Regions from separate parts of the Mus musculus genome. Here region 1 is linked to region 2. Evidence: chromatin contacts called from public Hi-C data. All regions are on one chromosome and are shown on one strand. Each heading gives the region's core, a stretch centred on a gene start, on an enhancer-like site or on the middle of the called end of the contact. The rest is flanking DNA. Distances are from core to core; before and after follow the strand shown. Region 1 has its middle 36 kb from the start of Otulinl. Region 2 overlaps Otulin (OTU deubiquitinase with linear linkage specificity).

The links. A called contact is a pair of places that touch in the nucleus more often than the background predicts.
Region 1: a contact with region 2 is called in a Hi-C map of bone marrow-derived macrophages, with 43 read pairs. The contact joins two enhancer-like sites. A contact is called at or near these places in 6 of 39 promoter capture datasets (the C10 cell line, the HPC-7 cell line, HPC-7-derived erythroid cells and 3 more), 2 of 484 Hi-C or Micro-C datasets (bone marrow-derived macrophages and female germline stem cell-derived STRA8 germ cells), 2 of 115 datasets of contacts at active chromatin or transcription factors (the HPC-7 cell line and bone marrow-derived macrophages) and 1 of 9 other capture datasets (liver).

The regions. Positions count from the first base shown.
Region 1 is chr15:27,714,181-27,721,009 of GRCm38.p6, forward strand. No RefSeq gene overlaps it. Among named protein-coding and RNA genes, the nearest start is that of Otulinl, 36 kb to the left of the region's middle. Within about 2 kb of position 1,366, at least 16 of the 459 cell types and tissues checked have an H3K27ac peak or open chromatin away from gene starts, as enhancers often do. A contact at or near this core is called in the HPC-7 cell line and bone marrow-derived macrophages, where this site is marked.
Region 2 is chr15:27,615,312-27,622,016 of GRCm38.p6, forward strand. It overlaps Otulin (OTU deubiquitinase with linear linkage specificity), which reads right to left. Exons shown (of 7, transcript NM_001013792.2): 3 at 4,218-4,312; 4 at 1,013-1,156. Among named protein-coding and RNA genes, the nearest start is that of Otulin, 12 kb to the right of the region's middle. Within about 2 kb of position 4,585, at least 46 of the 459 cell types and tissues checked have an H3K27ac peak or open chromatin away from gene starts, as enhancers often do. A contact at or near this core is called in the HPC-7 cell line and bone marrow-derived macrophages, where this site is marked.

The DNA.
Region 1 (6,829 bases), core at 116-2,615, 96 kb after region 2:
GAAATGTAAATGAGGAAAATAATTAAAAATATTAAAATATATGAATCTTTTTTATTGTTAATAAACCATATGGTTATGTTTTCTGCAGTGCCTGGGGTCTATGGAAAGTCATTTTGCAGATGTGAGATTTTTGTTAAAGCAGACTTTTAGAAATGGTGATTTAATTACAGTGGCAAGCAACACACACAATGCAAACAGTTATAAAATTTGATGTTAGCAGTAACCTTATTTAAAATGACCTGTAGGTGGCTAATTTTCATAGGAAAGGTGCTATGCAGGACACTGGGATGGGGGTGGGATCATCAATGCACATGTTCAGTACTGGACCTGACAGGCTACAATACTGACCTGCCAGGTGAGATAAGCGCCTCTGTGCAATAGTGGTAGGACTCTTACAGGGTAAACCAATGGCTTTATACTTGGATTTGAGGCTTAGAAATTCAGTTCATGCCTGGAACTGTATATTTGGCTAAAAGCACATAGCTAGCTGGTGAGGTCATAGACCCTGCAAGGGAACTTACAATTATTGTATTTGCTAAACAGTCATGTTTGCAAACTGCCCTGTACATATATATTTTTTCTTTCAAGACAGAGCTTCACTTTATAGCCCTGTCTGTCTTGGAACTCACTCTGTAGACCAGCCTGCCTCTGCCTCTCAAGTGCTGGGGTTAAAGGCATGCATCACCACTGCCCAGTGTAATTATTTATATTTATACCTGTAGATTAATGCTATCATTTGGCTGGCAGTGGGTAGTAATGCAGTGGCTCACCACTGGCCAAAGCGATAAGAAACAAGGGTTGCTAAGTGTTCATCCCTCAATGGTACATCCATATCCTACCTCTCCCAAGGCTCAGGGAATGTCACAAACAAGAGAAAGGAACAAATGCAAAAGGTGCAAGGTAGGAAGTGTGAGATGCTGTGTGGCTGATGGACTCATGAACTCACAGTAGCTGCAGTTACCTGTACCAGACCTGCTTAAATTCACATCCATCGACATTACAACACGCATCGAGAAGGCTCCACCCTTACCAAGGACCTCTTAGCAATCGATGGCTTCTGGAGAAGAGAGGAGACGCGTTTCCTCAGGGGGTGTGGGCACTGGCAGGTTGTCCCTGCTCAAGAGGCAGTACTAATTGGACTTTGGGTGACTTTTAAAAGAGAGCTAAGGTGGGGGTCAGAGGCTAACTGCCACAAAGCACGTGTAGCTCCTCCCTCGCCACCATGGGGAAGGCAGTGGATCTTGAAATGGCTCTCCAGAGACATCCATTCAGCATGGCTTTGCTAGAGTTGGGCCTACAGAATCTACTACAGAGAGACTGTATGCTGTAGTATCACAGCAGTAGAAAGGAACCTCGTTCTGGGTTTGTGCTGCCCTCTCCAGGAGAAGAAGGAAGAAGCAGGAATGCACTGGGGTTAGAGAGATGGCAGAGAGTGAGGAGGGGTTGAAACAAGCACCTACCTAGTTACAGAATTGGGAGAGAAAGTCACTATTTGGACTCTGGTCCTGGCAGCTGCTTGCCTATAGGACATTTGACAATTCTGGGATCAGAAGTTACTCTCAGAATCAGAGGCTGCATGGCCCAGAACAGACTCCAGGTGAGAACTCCAAACCTGGAGGTTCGTTCTGTAATAGATGTGGCTGTGAATCCCGGGATTCTTGATGGAGTTCACTGTGCTGTTCACTGTCTGTGGCCCAGATTTCCAGTCTTTCTCTACCAACTAACTGCCTTCATACATTAATCTTTTAAAAGTATCTTTGTAGAGGGGTAATGGTGATGCACGCCTTTAATCCTAGCAGTCAGGAGGCAGAGGCAGGCAGATCTCTGAGTTCAAGGCTAGCCTGGTCTACAGAGTGAGTTTCAGGACAGCCAGGGCTACACAGGAGTTTGGCTTTGGATTACAGAATGCCTTTTCCAGGAGCCGTGGCTTCATGCTGCCATTTTTAAAGTATACTTAAAAAAAAAAAAAGGTTCAGGCTAATAGCAAAGTTGAGCGGGGAGTACTGAGTCTTAGTCTGTTCCCTACATGCACGGCCACTCCCACTGTCAGCAGCCTGTTTCAGAGCCTTCCACTTGTCAGAGTCAGTGAGCATACACGGACATGCCCTTCCCACTCATGGTAATGAGCTTCAGGATCTACTGTCAGTGTCATGGTTTTTGGTAAATGTACAATAGAAAATGTGTCTGTAGTCATAGCACCATAGATCATACAGAATAACTTCCTAGCCCTCAAGATCCCGTGATTGGCCCATGTACCCCTCGCTCCCCTGATCCCGGGAAGCCCTGATCTTTTTACTGGGTCTGAAACTTTGCCTTTTGTACTATCATACAGTTCATGGCTATTTGAGATTGGCTTCTTTCAGTTGAAATACGCATTTAAATTTCTTCCATGTCATTTGTGGCTCCATGGTGTGCTTATTCAATATTTTCCTTTCACACTGGGGAATGGTCTAGTTCTGGATATTTCACAAGTTGTCCATTTGTCACCAATTAGTTGTTCATTCAGCTCTACCCAGACTGAAATTGTGGTCAGGGAAGATCTTCAAGAGCTAGTCTTTGGCTCCATGCCCCATGAAAGATGCGTCCCTTCCTCTGTCTCACGTTTACTTACGGAGGACGTCTTGGCTGGTGGAAACTTGGGTGATTATGAATAAAGCTGTTGTTGAGGTTCATTGTGGATTAAAGCTGCTGTCCACATCCAGTGGATGCTTTCTCTGGCAAGGGCTGAGGAGGGAGCTTGCTGGACGCTGGCGAGTGCTTACTTAGCTTTGTAGAAAGCAGTGAGGTCAGACTGGGTTCCACAGAAGCTAAGGCACTTTGCAGTCCCATCTGAATTGAGACTTCCTGTTGCTCCACACCCGTACCACTGCTTGCGACTCTCCATGCTCTGAATGCTGACCATTCAAATAAGCAACTTATTTGTGCACATCTACCTCTTTCTCAGGTGCCCCTTAGGTGGTCTCTCTACCCTCTCTTTGCTGTGCAAGTTCAAATCCAAGGACCATTATCAGTGAGCTCTCTGCCTTCTGGCTAAGTTTGCTGATGAGTGTAGAGCCAGAGGGCTAAGGAGGAAAGGTGCTCTGACTGAGTGACTTAGCTTCCTCACTCCAATGGGTTAGTCTCAGTGGTTCTTCCTGTCTTCAACAGAACTCAGGTTGTATACGGGGCCTTGAACATATAAGGGACTCAGTCCTGACGTCCCCACCCACAGTTCAACAGCCCTTTGTTAGACGTTCAACATGTACAACTTGGGTGGGTAACATACCACCCCCCCACCCACACACACATACAGGATCCTGGCTGACACATTGCACACAGCCCACAACCTTCCCCTAAAAGGATCTGATCAGTCTCTAGGCTTTGATGCTTGACCATTCATCCACAGGCTCATTTGAAAACCTCATGTCTAATCTGGGGCTCACCCCTTCAACAGAACAAAATGCAGAGCTGAGTCTATTCAATTGTATGTGTTAGGGACTGGCCATCCTGGGCAGAGCAGCAATTATTGTTTAGGGGTGACAGAGTATTTCCTCTGCCCCTGATGGGTTCAATATAACCCCTTGCTGCTGTATCCCCTAAATGCTGCGCAGGTGGAGCAACCCTGCTCACCAGGGCATTCTTCATGGCTATATCTTGCCCTTCTCAAGACCCAGGTCTATCTTCCCTGGGGAGCTCCCTTTCCACTTGGACTCTGGAAGATCTGTCTCTGAATCCCTCCCAGGGCAGAACACGGTCACTAGTCATCTTCCTGCACACCAGCAGGCATCTCTTTACCTAGGGAAAGTTCCATTTGCATGGATCACACCCAAGTGAAGACAGTTTGGGCCCGCTCCTCTCAGACCCCAGGACCGCCCCCCCCTGGGTTTCTAGGTCACTGCTGTCCCAACCACAGTTCTTGAAGAAAAGTGAGGCAGATGAAGGGAGATTCAATATTCCCTCAGAGGTTGAATTATCCTGTAAGGGCAATGGCTAGGGCTGAAGTACTGCATAGATGTTACGTGAAGAAGGAGGTTAACTTTATGTCAGATCTTGGTTGCACGTGCTTCTTACTCTTTGATATTCTGAAACTGTCAGGGCATGAGAGTGAGCTTATTAGTTGCTCAAATGGCTATCATACACAGTTACCATAGAGGCTCCCTTGAAGCTCACACAGGTGATTAACCTCAGCCAGGCAGTGACAGAGAGCAGATCCATTCTGGCTATGAAAGGTTCCGCCTCAGCTCCTGAAGTTCCAACAGAGAAGCAGCAATTTCGACTTCAGCCTCCCTGTCAATCAAAGGGCTCTTCTCCCGAAGTCCTCTCCCTGTAAATCAATCAGCCACTTCTCCCACAGTCCAGAAGACTGTCATCATGACAGTATGACTGCTTTCAAATGTCTGTTAGATCCTGCTTCAGCCGCTGTGGGTCTCCATTCCATGTTCTGCCTGCCTCAGGGCAAGGCTGGGAGTTTGACAGTGTTTATCCCATAGTGTTGTCGGGCTGGTTCTGCACTTCAGGGATGTACAGAATCACCATGGAGGGAATGGGAAAGCACAGTCCGAGATGTGGGAAAGCTGGAGCTGGTTTGGGGGTTCCAGAGCCTGCGACAAGACCAGGGTCGAGGGTGTTCTCTGACTCTTGGACATCTCAGGCACTGCTGGGAGTTGCAGAAGAGCAGAGAACAAAGTCAGGGGCCCACAGGCTGGGGTCAGAGTCTAGCCTGGGGCCAAGGGGAAAAGAGGAACTCCGGCTTGTCCCAGAGGTGATTGTCCTTAGCTTGGCAGCGGCATGCTGGAAGCACAGAGAGGCTGTCTACAGGAGAATTAGCTGAGGCTCTGTAGGTGAAGACCTTCTGCACGTTCCCCAGGGTGGTGGTAGATGAAAGACACAGGCTACGTTCTCTCTAGCAACAGGAACCATAACAGCTGTCATGGCTGCTGTAGAGCCCACTGCCTCACTTCCAGAGGCCACTAGGCTGACAGTGCAGTCACTTCAGATGCCCCTCGATGGCTCAGGGGGCTTTGCTGCCACGGTCACAGCTTCAGCTGTCCCTGTTGCACAGCTGTTCTGAATGTCTCATTTTGGAAGTGTCCCCAGTCTTGTCAGGGAGGAGAACTTCCCACCTCATGACAGTGAGGATAAGAAAGCCCAGACTCCCTGCTCAGACTGGGAGACTAAGCAAGTAGAGGGTAGGCTATACACAGATATGGCTCACCTTCCCCTGGGTATACTAGCAGCCATCCTTCCTCTCTTACAGAGTGATTCTGAGAGACTCTCCCCATCCACGGCGCAGACACGAGAGAAATCGGCTTTGGGGGTTGCTATGGTGCCTAGTGGTGACCCTCATCAGGGTGGTGGGCTGATCTGGTTACACCAAGAGCAGACAGCATCAGGGACCGCTGGCCTCAAGTATACTTAAGAGCGACCAAGTGAGGCGATTCCTGGACCCCCAACAAGGGCAATATTACAAACTTGACTATGATACACAAGCAACGGAATGATGAAGACTTCCGTTTTCACAGGGCCCAACAAAAGCTAAGTGGTCAGAGTGGAGGGAGTAAGAATATGGGGCAGACACTGGGTTGACTGTGTCCTGAAGGATCCAGGAGAGCAGATATTGTCTACACAGCTATGGGAACATCCCCATCCTTGGGGGAGTGGGCCCTTGCTATTGGCAGGGAGGGATGTGGTCCGGATTCTTTGTTCAGTGGTGACTATGCAAACAAGGAGAGGGACAATGGAATCAAGATGCAAAAAGTGGGAATAGGGGGCCCTTTGTGGAAGCCTAAGCTAGCGCTCTCTCTCTTTCTCTCTCTCTCTCTCTGTCCTTCTCAGTGGATTTTTCTCTCTCTCTCTTTTTGAGAAAGGGCCTCTGTCGTTGTCCTACGAGCCGGCAGTGACATGAACACAGACACCAAGTTGGGTTCACACAGCAACATCTTTACTTCAGGCTTTTTCTTTTACAGCTCTCTTCCCCAGCAGCTTCTTCTTAGGGCAAGGGCTAAACTACTCTTACTCTACTTCTTCTCTTTCTCTACTTCTACTCACGGCAAGGACTAAAACTACTCTCTTCACTACTACTGGCTTCTACCTAGGGCAAGGGCTAAAAACTCTTACTTCACTACTCGCACCGACTCACCTCCTTCTAGCTCCACCCCACCTCATCCAATCAGAATTCACACACACACACACACACACACACACACACACATACACACACACACACACACACACACTCCAGGCATGAGCTCAGGTCGTTCACAGATAGGCTGACAGGTCTGGATCACGAGGAACAGTCCAGTCTGGCAGGCAGCCCACGCATGCAGCCTCACTGCGCATGCCCGGGCAAGGCAGTAAACAAGTGGGTTTCACAGGGCCTGCGGCCCACTTCCCACAGGCCTCACTATGTCGCACTGACTAGCCTGAAACTTTATATGTATATGTAGACTCGGCTGGCCTTGAACTCACAGAGATATACCTTCCTCTGCCTCCCAAATGCAGGGATTAAAGGTACATCTGGCTTCACCTTATTTTCTGAGACAGGGTTTCTCTTTGAATCAAGACAGTATTAACTCTGCTGGCTGGCCAACCAGCAGTCTGCCTGACTCTCTCTCCTCTGTTTTGGGATTATAGATGTGCACCGCCACACCTGGCTTAGTTTGTTTTTGTTTGATTCAAGGGCCTCAGTATAGCCTTGGCTGGCTTGAAACTCACTGTGTAAACCGGGCGGGCCTTCAACTCATGAAGAGCAGCCTGCCTGTGCCTCCTAAGCGCTGTAATTTATAACATGCACTTAAGCAGTGTCGGATATGGGTTCTATCTCATGAAGTGGGCTTTAAGTCAGATCAGT
Region 2 (6,705 bases), core at 3,335-5,834:
TAAAAAGGCCCACAAAGGAAAAGACTCAAAAGTATCAGATTTCGTAATAATTTTCAAAGTGCTTTCTTTTGTTTTTAAGAGTACTGTAGGCCAAGTCTATCCTCTCAGAATAATACCATCTAAAAATAAATTAAAATTTCCATTTCTTTCTTTAGTAAGTTGTAAAACACATTCATTCCCTTTACTGGTGTGTTAAAGCACACAGTCCATGCTGTGTAAGAAGCCCAGTGTCACGGGAACAAGTTAGCTACTCTCTAACACAGGAGCGCAGCAGACACCACACAGAAGTAACAGCTTTGCCATGTGTCTATCACACCAGTAATCCCAGCACTCACGAGACTGAAGCAGGAGGATTGCCACAGGTTTGAAGTCAGCCCGAGCTGCAGTTAAGATTGTCCACCCTCAGCCACCCAAAGCCCTTCAACTCCCGAGCCAACAGAAAATAGCAAAGCCGCGTTCACTAGCGCCAGGGTTTACAGAATTTCCTTTTATCCGCTACACAAATCATCAGCATGAGGCCTTCTTTGTATCAAGACACCTGCAGGCATAGATCCCAGGGACTCTCTCCCATGACTTAAATAAAGCACTAAGGATAGTCAGGTCCAGAAAAGGTTTCTCTACGTAACACTAGCATCTCATCATGAAACGTATATTTGTTTTTGAACTGCCCCTAAAATCCACATGAACTCCAGTAAAAATTATATAACTTACTTCAGAGAAACACTAAAATAAAGTCAAGTTTTTTTCTATGTGTTTTTTATGAATTCTAAACATCTGGTCTTTAACTCAGCTTAAGTGTATTAAGTTTTGTCATTCTTTCTCTTCTTGAAAATACTGATTATTTCTAGTCATTTTTTATACATATAAGATCATCTTACAGATGCAAACTGAACAAATCCATATGCTGAAATCACACTGCATGTAACACCTTCAGGCAACATGAGCAGAAAGGAGAAGTCTTCTGAGAAGAACTTCCTGAAACACTGTGATTCAAATTCATGCAACAACATACCAGTATGAGCTCCAAGTCCTGCAGCCAGGGGGGCAGCTCGGCCAGCTGGCTCATGGCCTGGAACAGTGTGGCCCTCAGTGCACAGTAGTTATCACCACGGACTCGCCTTATGGAAGTGAATTTCTGAGACACTTCCTCATAGCCCTTGGGAGAAAACATCAAAGAGTTTAGATGGTAGTTACTGGCTTGAGATAGCAAGAAAAGTTCCATCCCTACGGGAAAAAATTGTCCTAAAACATTGGGAAATGGCAAACAAGAAAGGATAGCTTAGTAAGGCATTCCAATCTCTGATTACAATTCAATTTACCTTAAAATACTGATGCTTTCTTTATGAAATCTCAGCATCTGCAACAGTGCTCCTTAACCTTCCTAATGCTATGACTCTTTAACACAGCTCTTCATATGGTGACCCCCAACCACAAAATTATTTCCTTGTTACTTCATAGCTGTCATTTTGCTACTGTTGTAAACTGTAATGTAAATATCTGATATGCAGGATATCTAGTATGGGACCCCCAAGGGAGTTGTGACCCACAGGTTGAAACCACTGATCTATAACAAATGCAACAGACCTGACATCCAAAATAAACCAGCTGTCCAGCTCTATGCACCCTCAGAGTCCCTTCCCAGTCATCTGAGGGAGCCCTCACTCACTGCTCACATCCCGAACGGTTTAATCTGTGGTTAATTTTCCCAAATGCTTTAATAAAGAGACCAGGAAGGGGGGTATGCAATATTTCTATCTCCAGTTTTAAAAATGTCCATAAATCCCGAGTTTCCAAAGTGTGTGTGTACACATACAGGCAGAAGTCACTCAGCAAAGGTAATACACTCTGAGAATATGTCACTAGGCAACGTCATCATTGTGCACACATCTGAGTACACGTGCACAAACCTAGCTGGTATATCCTACTATATCCTGGGACTATCAGGCTCTTACTGAGTATTAGCAGGGGAAGTATGCTAAGAAGCCACAATGGAAAACAAAGGTACTAAATCAAGTATGACACAACACCACAATCAAGAGGTAAAGTGAACATGAGATGATGTATCAGGTTGCTGCTGACACAGCAGGGCACACGTTGTACACAGAGCCGTGGCATGGGTAGCTATCACGTGCAGTGATGACATGACTGCATGCACAGCACTTTCACTGACAGTCCAGGTCTGTTTATAACAGCCTCATGACAAGCACTAGAGTGATGCACCACAAACACACACACACACACACACACACACACACACACACACACACACACACATCACAGCTATGTCATCAGGAGATCCAAAAGCTGCAGGTCCATTTTAATCCTACAGATCTGTAACTGTACTATTTAAGAGATGAACCTAACACTTTAAAAAATTAATCTGGCCCAGTGGTGGCGCACGCCTGTAATCCCAGCACTTGAGAGGCAGAGGCAGGTGGATTTCTGAGTTTGAGGCCAGCCTGGTCTATAGATTGAGTTCCAGGACAGCCAGGACTGCACAGAGAAACCCTGTCTCGAAAAAAAAAATTATTCTGGATTTATAAACACTTCCAAAAGAATATCCGAATCGAAACACAGGTAATTAGGCAAATAAGAACTAAAATAAAATCAAGACTCAAAGTTTATAACAGGCAATGCTCAGATTGCTAAGGAGCTGCACCGCTAAATGGGGTGTTTTAATCTGATTACTGAATGGTCAAACCTTTCTTTGCGTGCAAGCCCATAGAGAAATGATTTTCCCATAAGTTCTAAAATATGGCATATCTAGGTAACTGAGTGTCTTCAGTATTGGACTTAGACATGCCACATTAAAACAGATCTGATCTCTGGAAGAGACTAAGACAACAGAATGAAATCATTAGTTAGTGAAGCCTTTCCTAGAGCAGGTAAGGAAATACGGATGTGACTCCCTGCAGAGTCTGGGTGGAGAGCGGGAGACCCAGAGTGGATGGAAGCCCGGCTGCAGACGGCCTCTGAGAAAACAGGCCTGTCACCTTTAGCAGGAACCAGAAAGCAGGGTATTCTGTGACTGAGGCCACACAGAAGGGCCTAGAACACAGGTTTGTAAGAATTAGGGCTAAGGTGGACATCTTTCAGATTGAAGACATGAGTTGAACTCTAAAGACGAGTAAGTTTCTAAAATAATAATAATGATGATAATGAGGAGGAGGAGGAAGGAGGGGGGAGAAGAAGCAGCTTCTGCTGCTGCTATGAGAGAAATTAAAATTTAAAGAATTTAAAACCCTTTTCAATATGATTCTATCCAATTCTACCATAGTTAAGAGCACTGGCTGCTCTTCCAGAAGGCCTGGGCTCCACTCTAAGCATCCACATGGAGGCTCACAATCATAGGTAACTCCAGTCTTAGGGAGTCCAGTGCTCTCTTCTGGCCTCGCAGACACTGCACACACATAATACAGATATGCATGGAGGCAAAACACCCATATACATACAAATAAATTATAAAAATACAAAAGACTGGTCAGTATTTCTAAAGCACAAGTAGTATATTCAAAATATAAATAATCCAAGAAAGAAAAAAAAAAAGGAATCAAAAGACACAAGCTTAAGTAGTAGGTAGAAGTTTACCACTAGCTTAGGAACGGTCAAACAGAAACAGTGTCACATGGTTTCCCTTACTGATAAGGAAAGACAGATGGAGTGCACTCTGTAAGCAGAGCCCACAGGGCGTACTGCAGTTCCAATACCTATCAGTCTCAGAGGCTAGTCTAGGAGTGCTAGTATACAACAGAATGAAGTGAAGGCAGCTCCTGGCACACCTTAAATGAAGGAAATGGTTCAAATTCCTCTGCAGAGAAAGTACAGGAGGAATCTATACCTAGGACTTAGACGCATGGGCAGAGGTGTAAAATCGCCTCTGCCTATCCTTGAGGCCTTTACAGCACCAGTTAAGAAGAGCATTCACAACTGTCTCAAAGAGAAGCAGCAGTGGCTGAGTCTACTCTCAACAGCACAGCTCTGTGTTCTTCAAAGAAATTAAGTTACTAAAGAACTGATGTTGCTTCTATATTAGTACTATGACTCCAAACAAGTCCTTATCTTTGCAGTCTGTTTCCTCATCTCTAAAATTAGAACACCAATATTTACAGCATTGTCTTATTATAGCAGTTGTCCTAACCACTGTCTAAAAGCATCCTATGATACGTAGCTCAGGACAGACGGTTTGAAGACCTTCAATGGGTACACCCTGGCCATACCTTTTTCATACATGTGGCTTTCTGAGTATTTCCTCTCCATTCTTTTTTGCAGTAGTCCATGATATCCATTTCAGGAGCCACACTTAACCTGGGTTCTGTTGAAAAATCAAAATGGCAACAATGAAATGAAACACATAAGCAACGAAAGCAAGAGTAATGGAAATAGAGACACTGCCTTCCTAGGGGAGGGAGTCCTCTCCTTACACCTTACTTTCTCTAGTTTAAAAATTCCTCAATCTCACTACTGCCCATGCGTTCAGCCCATGCCACCTCTATAAACCAGAGTGCTCTCTTAATGGGTCTCCCTCGTCACCACACCACACAGCCTGCACTCCACACACCAGTCAGGTTGCTCATTAACTCCAGAGTCAGGAGGCAGTCCTTCCTCACAGCCTCAGAGAGCTGCAGGAACCTCCAGGCTCTCACTCACCTGACCCACGGGTGTGTGTGTGTGTACACTTTAATAATCAGATGCAGGCATAGGAACCATGAAAAATAGCTCATCATTTGTTTCATATCTATTAGACAGAGATAACACCTAACAAAAATTCCATTTGCTATTTACCTAATATTATAGTTTTTGTTATAAACCAGAAAGGATCAGAGCACTCAGTGTTGGCTAATCCACAGACATCCTTTAAATGTCTCCCCCAAACTAGTACAACTCAGGATTAAACACATGTTATAGATTTTTGTTGTTGTTGTTTATAAAAAATGCCTTTAAAGTCACTTCTCTCCCTAATATCCCTTCTCCTCTGTTCGTGTGTGTGTGTGTGTGTGTGTGTGTGTGTGTGTGTGTGTGTGTGTGTGCGCGTACTGGGGATTGAATTTAGGGCCTTCAGTAAGACTTTCTTGATTTAGTGGATGAGGTTTGATTTCTTGATATATGCCTATGATTATGTATATGTATGCATATGACAATTTGTGATTTCAAAAAGAAATTAGGCAATTTTCAGGTTCATCTTGGCTCCTTTTTAAAACTTTTGAGGATAGAGATATTAGCAATTGTTTTAGGAAATGAACCTAGAACACATAGAGTCTACATGTCTTGTACATACGTGTTTCACTCAATTCAACAAATAGTCCCTGAAGGTCTAACCGTGCCAAGCACTGTGCCAGGAATGGAGCTGAGAGGGAATGAGGCCAGGACTCCGCCCCAGTGGGCATCAGAGATGGAAGAGGAAAGGACCACAAGCACTTACAAGCCAGAGCATGGTGGAAGCCACTGACCCAGGAACACCGAAGCCTCCCTAGAGTTTAGGGAGTACAATTTGTTTTAAAGTAAACTGTAAAAACTGCTTATTCAAAAAAACCACCTCATTGTTCATTTCTCAAAGAAAAAAAAAAAACAACCTTTTACAAAAGGTTGCATAATCCATGCACAGACAGAGTTCTGTGTGTAGTACATAGTGATTAACCTAGACATGAAAACAACCACTGTTACTCTGTGAAATTCAAGAGATAATGTTTAGGAGGCTACTTAGAATAAGGAAGTACTCACATGTATCTGCCTCCCCACTCACATGCCCCCCAGACAGGAAGAACTGCTATTACACAGTCAGGACCCTTCTGGGCCATCAGTTCTTGTCAGGGAGGGCTGTACGCCTGGGAAGAAGGTACTTCACCAGCAGAGGACGGGCTTCCAGACAATAAGTCTTCCTTCCTGTCTCCTCCACTGCTGTCCTCACTTGCAGACACACTAAGACTGACCCCTGGGCAAGGCTGGGGAGTCCTACCATCTCAGATCACAGGGTTAAGGCTGGCCCAGGGGTCTTATAAAAGCTGGAGAACAAGCCAGAAGCCCGATCCTGTCCTGAATCAGAGGTCAGCATAAGGTAAGAGGCTTGGAGAACTTAAGTACTTGCATAGCTACAACATAATGTTACCTGAATCCCAGCAGGCTTCTGTGTCTGGGAGGCACAGCAGGTCCCACATGCTGACTAAGCTAGGGGATGGAGGCACAGGAGGAGGCAGTGTTTGACCTCGTCAGCCCACTGAGCACAACTCCCTCCATCTAACTAAACTACACAGGCTTCCATTGCTGCTTCAAGGAAGAAGACTAGTTCTTTTGACAAAACCAAGAAAAGAAAATAATAATAATAATAATAATAATAACAACAACAACAATAATAAGTAAGGGAAGTAAAAAAAAAAAAACCTCAAGAGTGGAAAACAGGCAGTCAGATAAGCAAGCACCACATACGTGACAAATACAATAATCAGACCTCAAAGGATAAGAAACAAACTGGGACTCCTCCAGGAACCTGGAACATTCAGGACAGACTAGCACTGGGATCTCAAACTTCTTCTACAATGGGTCTGGTAGAAAATCACCAGGGTTTTAGGGGCACATGGTTTGGCAACTCCTCAGTTTGCATGAAAGCTCCCAAATCAAACATAAGCTTATAAGTTCCAAAAGAACTGCATTTACAAAACTGGACAGGTCAAGGTGTGGAAAGCCTTCACTGAGCTAAATTCACCTACAAAA